3 separate regions of the Danio rerio genome follow, and regions 2 and 3 are each linked to region 1. A link is a contact called in public Hi-C and HiCAR-type data. All regions are on one chromosome and are shown on one strand. Each heading gives the region's core, a stretch centred on a gene start, on an enhancer-like site or on the middle of the called end of the contact. The rest is flanking DNA. Distances are from core to core; before and after follow the strand shown.

Region 1 (3,990 bases), core at 440-2,939:
TGACAAACAAAAAATAAAACAAATAATAGAATCCAAATGTAGTTTACGACAAAGCCACATATTTTAATGTCAATATTTTTTCAACATTTTAACTGAATGCATTTCTGTTATAAAATAAAAAGATTAATGCCTATTCTTAAATATTGTTCACTCGCCCTTACTTCTGTAAATAGTTTGAGTTTAAATGGAAGATCACATAAAGGCATATATTGCCCTGTTATTGTTATGAGGAATTATGTAATTGTTTATAGTTTTCTTTCCCTGAATAGGGAATTTAATTTTGATAATTCTCTTTAAAAATGTCTAAAAACTGCTGTGATTATATCTCTTTGCAATAAAAAAGAAGTTTTATTTAGATGGATTGTTGATAATTGGATGTGTGTTGGCCGACTGGCTAGCTTTAGTTGGACAGAGGAAAATTAAGATCTTTTTTTTTAAAAATGATTTAAGATCTACAACACAATATTTTAGTGAATTTAAGACTTTTAGGGCCTAAAATTTAGTTTTTGAAAGTTAAGACATTTTAAGACTTTTTTAAACTCCATGGACACCCTTTCTGAGATAATAATGAAGAGAATTGATATAATGTAATAGCGTACCTCGATCGTGAGCACAACAATAGCCAGGGCACCAGCAACATAGATGTACATCTCAAAGTAGTCCACAACCGCTGAATAACAGCCCTGCAGATCAACAAAAACACAACATTATTAGTCTGTACAGTAATGTAAAATATACGAAGAGATCAGATGCAAAAACCTCAAAAAGTGCCATCTGAGGTTTGTGCATCTGAACTCTACATTAAATTGTTTTGAAATCTAGAAAAAAACAAGATATACATGTCTTAATTTAACACGATTTGAAGCTTAATTATGAATAACTTTTGAGCTTCAATTATTATTCAGTGAATATCGTTCATTGTATTCTAATTTGTAAACTAATTTGTTTTTGCAGCTTAATATTGTTTCTGTACTGTAATCATGTAGGATTCTTTGATGAATAGAAAGCGTGGTTCTTTTTTTTAATCTTTATAAAATTGTCGGTTTTAAACTGAATGCATCTAAAAGTGAAACAAAAAAGTATTTATTTGTCTTTGATGACTGGTGTGCTTGCTAGTCAACAGCATAAATACAACAAACTAACCGAAAATGAATCCTTGTTAAAGGACTATAGGCAATATAGACATACAGTTACAGCATGACTTTATTTACAGCTGCTTTGAAATGATGGGCAATGAAAAGAAAGAATTGATCTGGACTTAATAATGATCTGCTCTGTATGACAGAGACTTACACAGCTACCAAATACCTCCCGGACTTGGAATAAAGCACTTTTATTATAATCATTTTTGAGTCTAAGCAGCTGTGACCACATTGAACTTTCTAATGAGTCAAAACATCTCATTGTGTATTTTGTAGATGCTACTCATATGGGCTTAGAATTAAATGAGAGTGACGAAATGAACAAATCTAGATTTTTAATGACATGTTATGAGTCTAAATAACAAGAAATGTTTTTTTCAGTTCAGTCGTCCACTACAGGGCTGAAAACCAATGTGAGCCCTTACATAAAATGAACAAGCATCGCTCGCTTTCGCAGAAACACTCACATTCCCCAGACACTGAGAGCATGGAAAAGCACTAGTCAGCACTACTGAAGTTACCTCTTCCTGTTTTTCTGCTCTGCTTGAATCTGAGCTAGCTTTGGAGCAGGCTGAGGGGATGTGACGTACTCTACCTTGTTGTTCCGGTACAGCATGCTGCCCGACAGGCATTCCTCCCGGTTACTGAAGCCTGATTCTCCAACATGATTATTCCTCCGGCAGCAGGCCTCCGGCACCATTTCACTAGGGTTTATGATCCTGAAGATGCTTTCCTCAAAGTCTTCTGGACTGTTCACTCCACAGCAGTCAAACTAGAGAAACGCAAAGAAGGACAAATTTGACTTTAAATGAGACAGATTTCAGCTTGGCTGAATGTTGAAGCTGTGCTTAAAGCTTAGTTTACTCCGAAAAAAAAGTAATGGCATTATTTTTGCTCAAACTTGTGAAGTTCAAAACCTAAGACATCTATTTAGCTTCAGAACATTCAGATCTTCATGGTCTCTTTAAAGAATGTCTACTAAAACTACTTGTTACTACTACTCTTCGACTTACGTCTATGCAAAACAAAAATACATTGCTCCGGGTATGTTTTGTTGCACATTTCAGAAACAAATCCACTAGAGGGCACTGTGTTCATTTTTGTAAAAAAGGCAGGGCTTGATGTACAGATCCTTTAGTGAACAACTTATCTAAACCCTTACTTAAATGCAACCAATAGTGTTTTTAAAACAAATGTAAAAACGTGCTCCATATCCATGTAGCTTTACCTTGATTTTACATTGCTTTTATATGTTTTGGGGAAGCTTGCTTCTTCAGAAACAATCCTGAGTGCTCTGAATCACAAATACAACCCCGTACAAAGTGAGCTACAGGGCAAACTGACCACACCGTAAATGTTGGAAAATGTATTCGATTACAAATCATAAACACTGTTAAGTTGTTTTGTGGTATATATTTGGTGTTACGCCAAATAATCCTTTATTTGTTGATAACGTCCAAGTAACTATCATTAGTGTGAAATGAAACAACATTTGTTGGCATCATACTGGCCAATGGCATTCAATTTTCCTAGAAACTGAAGTCAAATGAATGTTTAAATCACTTTTATAAAAAATATATATGCTAACGTTTGTGAGTTTCTATTGAAAAAGTAAATCAAGGGCTTCAAAACAAGACCACTGTTTTAGAAAATGTAGCTTTTATTAGCATTTGAATATTGATCAGTAAACACAAACAGAAGCTCAATAATACATGTCTGATAGACAAGATCAAATCTGACTGATTGTTTTAGAAGCTCTAACCTGCTGTGTGACTCAGAGGAATGGACTTTGGTGGTTCTTGGCACATTAAATAAACATGCCTGAGCTTATTTGACCTAATTTTATAGCTGTGAACATTGGTAGCAGAAAAATGTTTTAATGCGAATAAAAGTATCATTTAAAACAGCACATTGTTTCTTTTCCGATGACTTGGATTAAATGCGCTATATGAAAGTTTTTAACTCTTCTAAAGCATAAAAATAACATAATGTGTGTGCAGATGTTTAAGAAACATGCTAAGTGATCATTCTTGTTTATCTGATAAACAATGCTGAAGTCAGATATTCTGCTTTGAAAATGTGAGCTGCGTGCCGAAATGTCTTTCTTTGTGTTGGTCCTTTCACCTGGCCCACTGCCAAATTAGCCAATTATATGTCAGCGTCTACATGTGGTGGTTATTAATTAGCAAATAAAATAAATATTACAAACATTGAGCAGGTTACATAGTGTAACCCTGTATCCTAACAACACGCTACGTGATGAGATTTGCAGTGATAAGCAATTTGGCTGTTTGCACCAGATGAAACAAGACAGTAATTTAAATATAGCCATTCAGAAGCATAGAATAGTGCACTTACTGCACTCCAACAAAATAGTAAGGTTTATAATCTAATCTTTAACATTATTAAATGTACGTGCTGAATCATTAATATTTGTTGGCTTTCATTGAGTCACAGTTCTAAAGATCAATTTCAAATGGTTCATTTTATTTCATATTATATATATCATATATTCATTTTAGTTCATATTATTTTTATTTAAGATCTGAGGTGAACTATCTGCTGCTGATATTTTTAGAAGTGTGGCAATAAATGGCATGTAAAATAAATTTATATTATTAGCATTTAACACTAAATAAAAGCACATAAGGTGTACCTAAGGAGATCAGTAGCTATGTTTACATCCAAACATGCTAATGAACTTTATGCACAAAACTAAATTATCGCATAAAAGATGTGCAAATAAAGCAGTGTTTCCATCCAATGAGTCAAAGCGAACAAAATCGTCACTTCCTGATTAACTGGCGCCAAATATCAAAGGTAAAAATGGAATTTTGCAGCAGTAGAA
Region 2 (3,990 bases), core at 875-3,374, 180 kb after region 1:
TGGCCAAAAGAAATTACCACTGTCAGGATTTGCTAAATGGTGAAGCCCGGTGCACAGGACCGGATGTGCACAACACATTTGTCACCAGTCATAATGTGCAGGTATGCAAAAGTAATGCTAATCACGTTATCGGCGACACAGCGGAGAAATTGTCAAGCGGTTGAACATTGATAAAGGAGCTGCACAGACTGCATTCACATTCAACCCACAGAGGTACAAATGTGAGAGGGAAAAAACCCTGATTCAACAAATTCTTTCACCTATTTTACAGAGGAAATGTGGGCATTCATTTCAGAGTTATCAGCAGAGTCAGCTAATTTGATGTGTAACTGTGGAGATCCTGCAAAAGCAGAGAGCTGGAAAACCGCAGCCCGATGGCCTTGACCATCACTTCATGCAGATTTATAATACACATGTGCATACAGTAGCAAAGGGTCTTTCTGCTTGTTTTAGTCTTTTGAGTTGTTAACAGCAGTTCTTCTCTTACTTTATGAAATCAGACTTATGTTCACAGTTAAAATTAATAGAATAAACATTTATTTTTTTTAAACACTGATTTTAACAGTACTTTCCTTTTAAATGTCATTTCCTTTTTCAGTATGAACTCTGAAATACAATCTGATGAACAATGTGTACTTAAAAATAATAGTAGTATTATAATTTTATTGATCAACATTCAGGAAACTCAACAGGGTTTTTGCATTTATATAACATGTGTTACTTGATTTCAAATAAATGTTTATGAAAATACTATCAAAAACATTTCTGTCACATTTTATTTTAAGGTACTATTCTAACTATTAATGACCCATTGACTTATGCATCAATCAATCATTTTCATTCTTATTAGTAATCACTAAATGATTAGGAACATAAAATGATATCTTATGAAAAATAATTACTTTAGAAGTATAAACAAACAGCCAGGAACTTAATAATAGGCATGGTGCCAAAAAATGTTTAATGTTTCCCTTTCTTGTCTAGCAGCTAATAATTTATAAATTAATTAATAAATAGATTTTTTATATATATATATATATATATATATATATATATATATATATATATATATATATATATATATATATATATATATATAATATATATATATATATATATATATATATATATATATATATATATATATATATATATATATATATAATACTGTATAATAAATAACTAAAATATGTGTATATATGTATTTTAGAAACAGAAATGTCAGATTTAGAGTTTTGGTGCAACTGTTTTCTTGTGAAAACCTGCCGTCCAGACTGATCTAGATTGCTCTAATTTTCTAATTTCCCCTTCAAACTTTCAAACTACATGACAAAACTGTTTCTTGATTTGACACAAAAATGTGTGCTGAGCAAGATTAATAACCATCCGCTTGTTAAGTGGTGACGTGTTTTTGACGTATGTAATACTGTTTCCGGGTCCACTTGAGTGGAGAAATCCTTAGTTTATGATCACGTTTTATTCCTATCACACATTAAAGTTAATTTTACATAAAGTCACAGTGTACACAACAATCTCTGGGCTTGCTGCATAACAAATACCAAAAAATGTACAATTTATAAAACAATTAATAACTTTCTGGCCATCGGATATTAGCCATGGACATATAAACTGTGATCGTGATTTTCGAAAGCATTAAATCACTTTGTAAACGTTTATTATTACCATTTCATGAGTCTCCCCATTCAGTTGAATAGAGCGCTTGGACCCAGAAGCCGCTTCGCGTGACGTCACACTTAACAAGCGGATACACTTCATTGAGATGAGAAGTCAGTTTATCAGTTCAATATATTGTAAGTGCTGACCAATTCAGCTCCAATTCCAACTCAATGACATTTTAATGCATAATCCATTATTTTTTTTTCCAATATAGCAAACGTAATTTAACAACCAATGGGATAAAGTCCAAAGTCCATTAAGGGTAACTCCTGTGTTTGTTACATAAATGAATACCCACAGAAATGTTACTGTTGTGTAAACATTAATGTTCACTTACAGTAAAGACTTTTGCTTTATAAGTGTGTCATTGGCAGGATCTGTGAGTCAAAGCAGCTGAAAACAGGACGTCAAGTATGGGCGTCTCCGGCAGGATGAGGAAGAGGCCCGCAGGTGAAATGAGTAAAACCATTTCCAGGAAAAAAAACTGGAAAAGAGCACAAGTTGAGGATGCAGCACACATATAGGGCCAACTTTCAGATTCTGTCACAAGTCAGTTCAAGGATTCACTTTCCAGCCTCTGTCCTTAAGGGATGATTCACTGAAAAATAACAAAAAACTCAAACGTGTTTGAAACCCCTAAACGATGCATAAATGATTTTTGGGTGAACTATCCCTTTAACACAAGTGTATAGATAGAAGTGTATAAATAGTAATGATTTACGTATAATAATAGAAACGTGTGTGTGTGTGTGTGTGTGTCTGTTTGAAACAATAAGCAAGAAGCAAAAAGGTTTACTCTAAAATGAGAATGAATTCACTATTTACTCATTCAAATGTAAAGGTAGGAAGGAAGGAAGGAAGGAAGAAAGGAAGTAAGAAAGGAAGAAAGGAAGGAAAAAAGTTACATTGTTTCATTGTTTAATTTTTCAGTACAGTGCGTGTTGTAATTTTGATTGTTCTAAAAACAACCCTAATATTATTTTGTGGTACAGTGCTATATATTCTGCTTGTTTTACCTTGTGCAGTGGCTAACATTAAACATTACTGCCGTTTAACATATTACATTTCATCAATGAAGCAAGATTTTGCATATTTCTAGCTTGAATTGTTGAATGGTGTTTCTGTCTCATATCACTTTAGCAGGTTTTAACACTACTGTTTGCATGTATGAACATGCTGCCAGCATTTTGAGCATGTCCAACACATTTAAAGGGCCATGAAACCCCCCTGTTTCAGCAGGGTGTTTTCACACCTCTAGTTTGGAAAAAGTCAGGAAAGTGGGTGTGTCAAGTTCTGTTAAGGTGGGAGTGTCCGGGGAGGGAAAGAGGGAAGGATTTGGATAAAAATGGGAGTTTCCATTTGGGCACGCGCTGATTTTCACCGAGGCAAAACAAACACACAGACGCAGGGGAGAAAGACAGTGACTGCGTTTAATGACACTGGAATGTTTGATACCTCACATCATATAAGTAAAAAAAAAACTCATTTTTCGGTAACTCAGATGCACTCGGTAGGTCAGAAAGCTGCTTAGTTAAAGCATATGTTTCCAGCTGCAACTCAACACTGGAAAACACCCACACAATCTTGCACACACTCACATACACTACGGACAATTTAGCTTATTCATTTCACCTATACCACATGTCAGGTGAAAATGGAGGAAACCCACACAAACATGGGGAGAACATGCAAACTCCACACAGAAATGCCAACTGACACAGCCAGGGCTCGAACCAGCAACCTTCTAGCTGTGAGGCGATTGTGTTACCCACTGCACCACCGTGCTGCCCTCCAATATATATATTTAGGATAATGTTATCTGAGAACTTCCTGACCCCGGAGCTTCACATGCCGTTTATACAGATTACTGAAAGCAATGGATTTGCTACTTTGTACTATTTATTTTAAGTAAAATCACTGTCCATTGAGACTATAATCATCTTTTTTTTTTTTTAATGCATTCAAAAATATAAACACATTCTCTCATTGACTGCGTGATTGATTGTGACTCATTTTAATTCAGCAATTTATGTTTTAAAAGCAAATTAAAATACAAAAAAGTAACTCGCATTACAGTTTCAAAAAGTAACTCCAATATTATTTTATTATGAATTACTGGTTACTTGAAAAATGGTAACACTTTACAATAATAGTACATGAATAATGGTGTGTTAATAGGTAAATTAAACCTTACTTTATAATGATTTAATGATGAGTTAATGAGTGCGCTAATCATGAATTAACTTTAACTACAACATGAGTCACATGAGTTCAGGTGTGAATAACCACTACTTTAATTACTTGTTAGTACAT
Region 3 (3,990 bases), core at 952-3,451, 140 kb after region 1:
ATTGCCAAAGTGGTAAGCATATTTTATTATACGTCATTAAGCTAAAAATATTTTTGTATTATAACTTATAATTGTGTATGAGTTACTGGACAGCTTCTGAAGGTTGAGTAAAGAAGCAAAACACATTTTCACCAGTTTTAAAGACATGTCGGGAGTAAAGAGATATTTTTTTGCTATCAGAAAACTACGATTTTGCAAGGTAACAGACGCATGCCTATTAAAAGACACTGGAAGAATTAGTGAATGTTGAAATGCATGCCATCAATTTGACCGGTATGGCCATTCAAGTTAGAAATTCTCAAAACTCCTTTAATGTTAGAATTAAAGTGAGGGGAGGCACAATGTGTCTAAACAAAACATCAGAGATAAGCCGAGAGTCAGTTGCACTGTTAGCATCATGTCATGAGAACTGGGGGAGAATGTGAGAATAAACCATAGTGACATGTGGAGGAGTATGTGTTATGTATGTCAGGAGTCAGGCTGAGGTTAAGGGTGAGGGGGAGGTAATCTGAGGTTTGCAGTGGAGTAGCAATAGCATTATCAGTAGAGCAGTGGCATGTGTAAATAAGGTTTGATGGGTTGCCTGATCTGTAAGAAGCCATGGTACACACTCTCCTGAGATTTTTTTCAGAGGCAAGCAGAGATGGAAGTCTGCAGCCTGAGATTTATCTAGGTTGAGTCTTCAAGCATCAGAGGAAGGTTGAAAAAAAAAATACTTCCAAATCCTCCATATAGTTTCCTAGCAAATGATTAGGGATGAGCATCATTTACTGCTTATCATCTCCATGAAATCCACAACAAATGAACACAACTGTCCAATGCAAAAGTGAGGGGGATAATTACATGTTTATAGTACATTACATTACAATCAATCACTAAAAACAGATGTGAACTTGAGCTGTGAATGCTAAACCTAATAATAACCTCTCGTTTTATTTGATGAATACAAACACAAAATGCTCCTTCAAAGAAAATTAAACTCATCTGTCGAAAAACGTAAAAAAAAAATAAATTATTAAAAAAGTGAGACTTGGCAGAACTTTAAGAACTGGATAAATGTAAAAGTCTGTGAGCAGAGGGAGATGAAGGAAATTAGAATGTGTGATTCTTCATTATCAACACAAGATCATCAAAGTAATCTACTGTCTAACATTTTTCATTTTCAGAGACCGCTGTAAAGATTTAATTAGTTTGACAGTGCAACACAAAACTACAGTTGTCAACATTCAGTGGATAAAAATCTTTCTTCAAAAACCTATTAAACATCCATTTTTAAAAAAATAATGTTTTTTGATCCATTTGATTATTGTAACTATAGGATGTTTTAACTTCTGCACTGCTGGTGCACCCCTGGTCTCTCATACATAAAATTTGCATAGAAATTCAACATACAACAGAATACATTTATTTATTACAGATTTTTATTAAAAGTTTGTTCATAATTGGCTTTAAAAAGGTTCAATTAATTCAAAATGTAAGTTACATATGTTAGAGTTTAATAAACAAATAAATAGAAAAAAGTCTGTTAATGAACAAATAATGTTAACTTCCATATTTTTAAGTATTTTCTATTTTTTTACGGTTGTGAATTGCATTATAGGACCATAGGTAACATTTATAGATATATTTTTGAAGTTGAAGATTGAAATAACATATTGTATTAGAAATAATATATACTGTCTGTAAAATAAAGAATGTACTGACAGCTCCTTACAAGGTTTTTGTAATATACAACACCAACCCGACAATATATCAATTTAAACGATTACAAATCTTAATAAAAATACTTATTGAAGGTTAAAGGATACTAGAAGAAAGATCAAGGCCTCGTATTGCAATTTAACAGCGTAAATAAAAGGGAAAATTGTGCAAATTAAAACAGGAATCACAAAATATGGAAAATTGCTAATATAGATATTTTTTAAGTGCATATCCCAACTTTTGCATGGGATGTGGCATACGCACGATTCTACTCCATTTTGTACATTTGCCACGTTTATAGATTGCCGGTGATTGGAGCTGAAATGCTACTGACATTTAAGCATTCAGTCAGTTGCTATTCTGCTTCTATCTCTATTTACACATTCTCCTTATTCTGTCTATAATCTCTGAAACATCCAGCTTGAAATGATTTGTAGGGAGTGCACAGATTTGGATGAGCTGGACGAAATTTCCACTCTCCCTGGTGCCATTGCACATGTGCTGAACTACTGAGCCAAGAGGAGCCAATGCCTGGCAGACAGACAGCACCAGCTTCCACTGTCCACTCTCTCATCGCAGCACGCTACTTCTCATCAGAAGCATGAGGAAAAGATTTGAACAGCTTTATTTCTGCTCATTTAGTCAGTGTAAAGTCATTATGAGCAGATTTGCAGTCGCATTGCCTCTAACCGCTTTCTGGAAGACCTCTTTTCCCAAATACTCTCTGTAATCACGCTCTCTGTTGATCTTTTCCTGTCTGTTTATTTCTGTTTTCTGTTATCACCCTCTCTCCTTTCTCCTTCAGCGTATCACTCCTCTTTTCACTTTCGTCCATTCATTTTCCCTTCTCTTTCTCTCTGACAGCAGCGGTCAGACAGCCTGGCTTTAATAGAATCCAGATGAGCTAGAAAAACAGAGTGCGGAGAGGGGCCCATTAAAGTGTGGGTGCTGTCATCATTCCACACGTGCTTCTACAGTATGAGCTTTACACCGCACAGTGTGTGTGTGTACGTGTGTTTGTGTATCTGCATATGCTTCTTCAATCAGACAGTCCATAAAATTATGTCATGATTGATTTACAGTCACTCTGAAGCAAATGAAATCTGTTTGATTTTCTGTCAAGTCCCACTGGAGTCAAAGTCAGTCCTGTGGACTGACATTTAGCTGATCTGAAACATTCTGGGAATGCAGAAAATGCACAAGGCAGATACAGAGCGAGAACCCACTTTTTAAATGGAGTACAAGCGTATTAGTTGGGCTTTAAAAATCATTTTTAAAAGATCATTCAAAAAAATTGTTTTTGTTGAACATAAATTATATTTTAAAGATGTTTTATTTAAATAGAATACAATGAAATTCTGTGAAAAGCCTTTCACTTTGGCCCCAGCAAGCATTGTTTGTTTTCAAAAGATGTCTAATAGATGTAGAGTATCATAGATGTCTAAGCATAGTCGTCTTGGCTAAAACAAAGCTAAATTTGGACTGTGAGTGAAAATCTAATAGACATCTAAGAATAGGGCAAAACTAGACTAGTCATCAAATAAACATAAATGACTGACTACACAGTCTGTTTAATCAGTCTATTTTATGACTAGTCTAGATTTGGGCTATTCTTAGATATCTATTAGATTTTCACTGAAAGCCCAAGTTTAGCCTTGTTTTAGCCAAGTTGTCTACGTTTAGATGTCTACGGGATGTCTATTAATAACAAAATTGTTTTCTGGGTCCAGTCATCTTAACTGAAAAAGTAGACACCCATTTCTTATTTTTTTAAATGAAAAGAGTACACAAAAGCACTAGCATTCCTTAGTCTAGTGCTATTCTAGCTTGTATTCATGAACATACAGATTTGCCACCAAAAATACTGTCAGTCTGAAATCTGAGAGAAATTGGGAGACTAAAGGAAAAAATGGTAAGAGAGTAAGTTAGTGAGAAGTGGACGTTCAGTAAATGGGGTGTTATTTTACAAATTACTGACAGAAAGTGTAAGAATATAGGATGACCCATTCTGGTTATGAAGACATAAGCAAGTTTAATAGCAAAATATGTTTGAAATTTTCATAAAAAATAAAACAAAACAAAACACTTGAACAGTGTTATGAATTTGGCAAATTCTTGTATTGATTATGCCAAATGTTTTGAGAATTGTTCAAATCCACACAAATTTCAACTAGTGAGACTGATGTGTTCTGTGTTGTCATGCTAATTACGTCATGCACCCTTTATTTCCAGTTTGATTTTATAGAAAACAGGGAAACAGAAGTGTGTTTTAATAGACTGCATAAAGCA

What was found. A called contact is a pair of places that touch in the nucleus more often than the background predicts. HiCAR-type assays count read pairs that join an accessible place to other places.
Region 2: a contact with region 1 is called in a HiCAR-type map of caudal fin, with 13 times the contacts expected there. The contact joins two enhancer-like sites. A contact is called at or near these places in 9 of 18 Hi-C or Micro-C datasets (caudal fin, embryo, fibroblasts and 2 more) and 1 of 4 datasets of contacts at active chromatin or transcription factors (caudal fin).
Region 3: a contact with region 1 is called in a Hi-C map of an unstated tissue, with 1.9 times the contacts expected there. The contact joins two enhancer-like sites. A contact is called at or near these places in 1 of 18 Hi-C or Micro-C datasets (an unstated tissue) and 1 of 4 datasets of contacts at active chromatin or transcription factors (caudal fin).

The regions. Positions count from the first base shown.
Region 1 is chr18:29,250,975-29,254,964 of GRCz12tu, reverse strand. tspan18b (tetraspanin 18b) reads right to left here. Exons shown (of 9, transcript NM_001002439.2): 7 at 1,738-1,914; 8 at 600-683. Among named protein-coding and RNA genes, the nearest start is that of tspan18b, 78 kb to the right of the region's middle. Within about 2 kb of position 1,689, at least 17 of the 62 cell types and tissues checked have an H3K27ac peak or open chromatin away from gene starts, as enhancers often do. A contact at or near this core is called in caudal fin, where this site is marked.
Region 2 is chr18:29,074,310-29,078,299 of GRCz12tu, reverse strand. No RefSeq gene overlaps it. Among named protein-coding and RNA genes, the nearest start is that of cd82b, 63 kb to the right of the region's middle. Within about 2 kb of position 2,124, at least 2 of the 62 cell types and tissues checked have an H3K27ac peak or open chromatin away from gene starts, as enhancers often do. A contact at or near this core is called in caudal fin, where this site is marked.
Region 3 is chr18:29,111,167-29,115,156 of GRCz12tu, reverse strand. No RefSeq gene overlaps it. Among named protein-coding and RNA genes, the nearest start is that of tspan18b, 62 kb to the left of the region's middle. Within about 2 kb of position 2,201, at least 14 of the 62 cell types and tissues checked have an H3K27ac peak or open chromatin away from gene starts, as enhancers often do.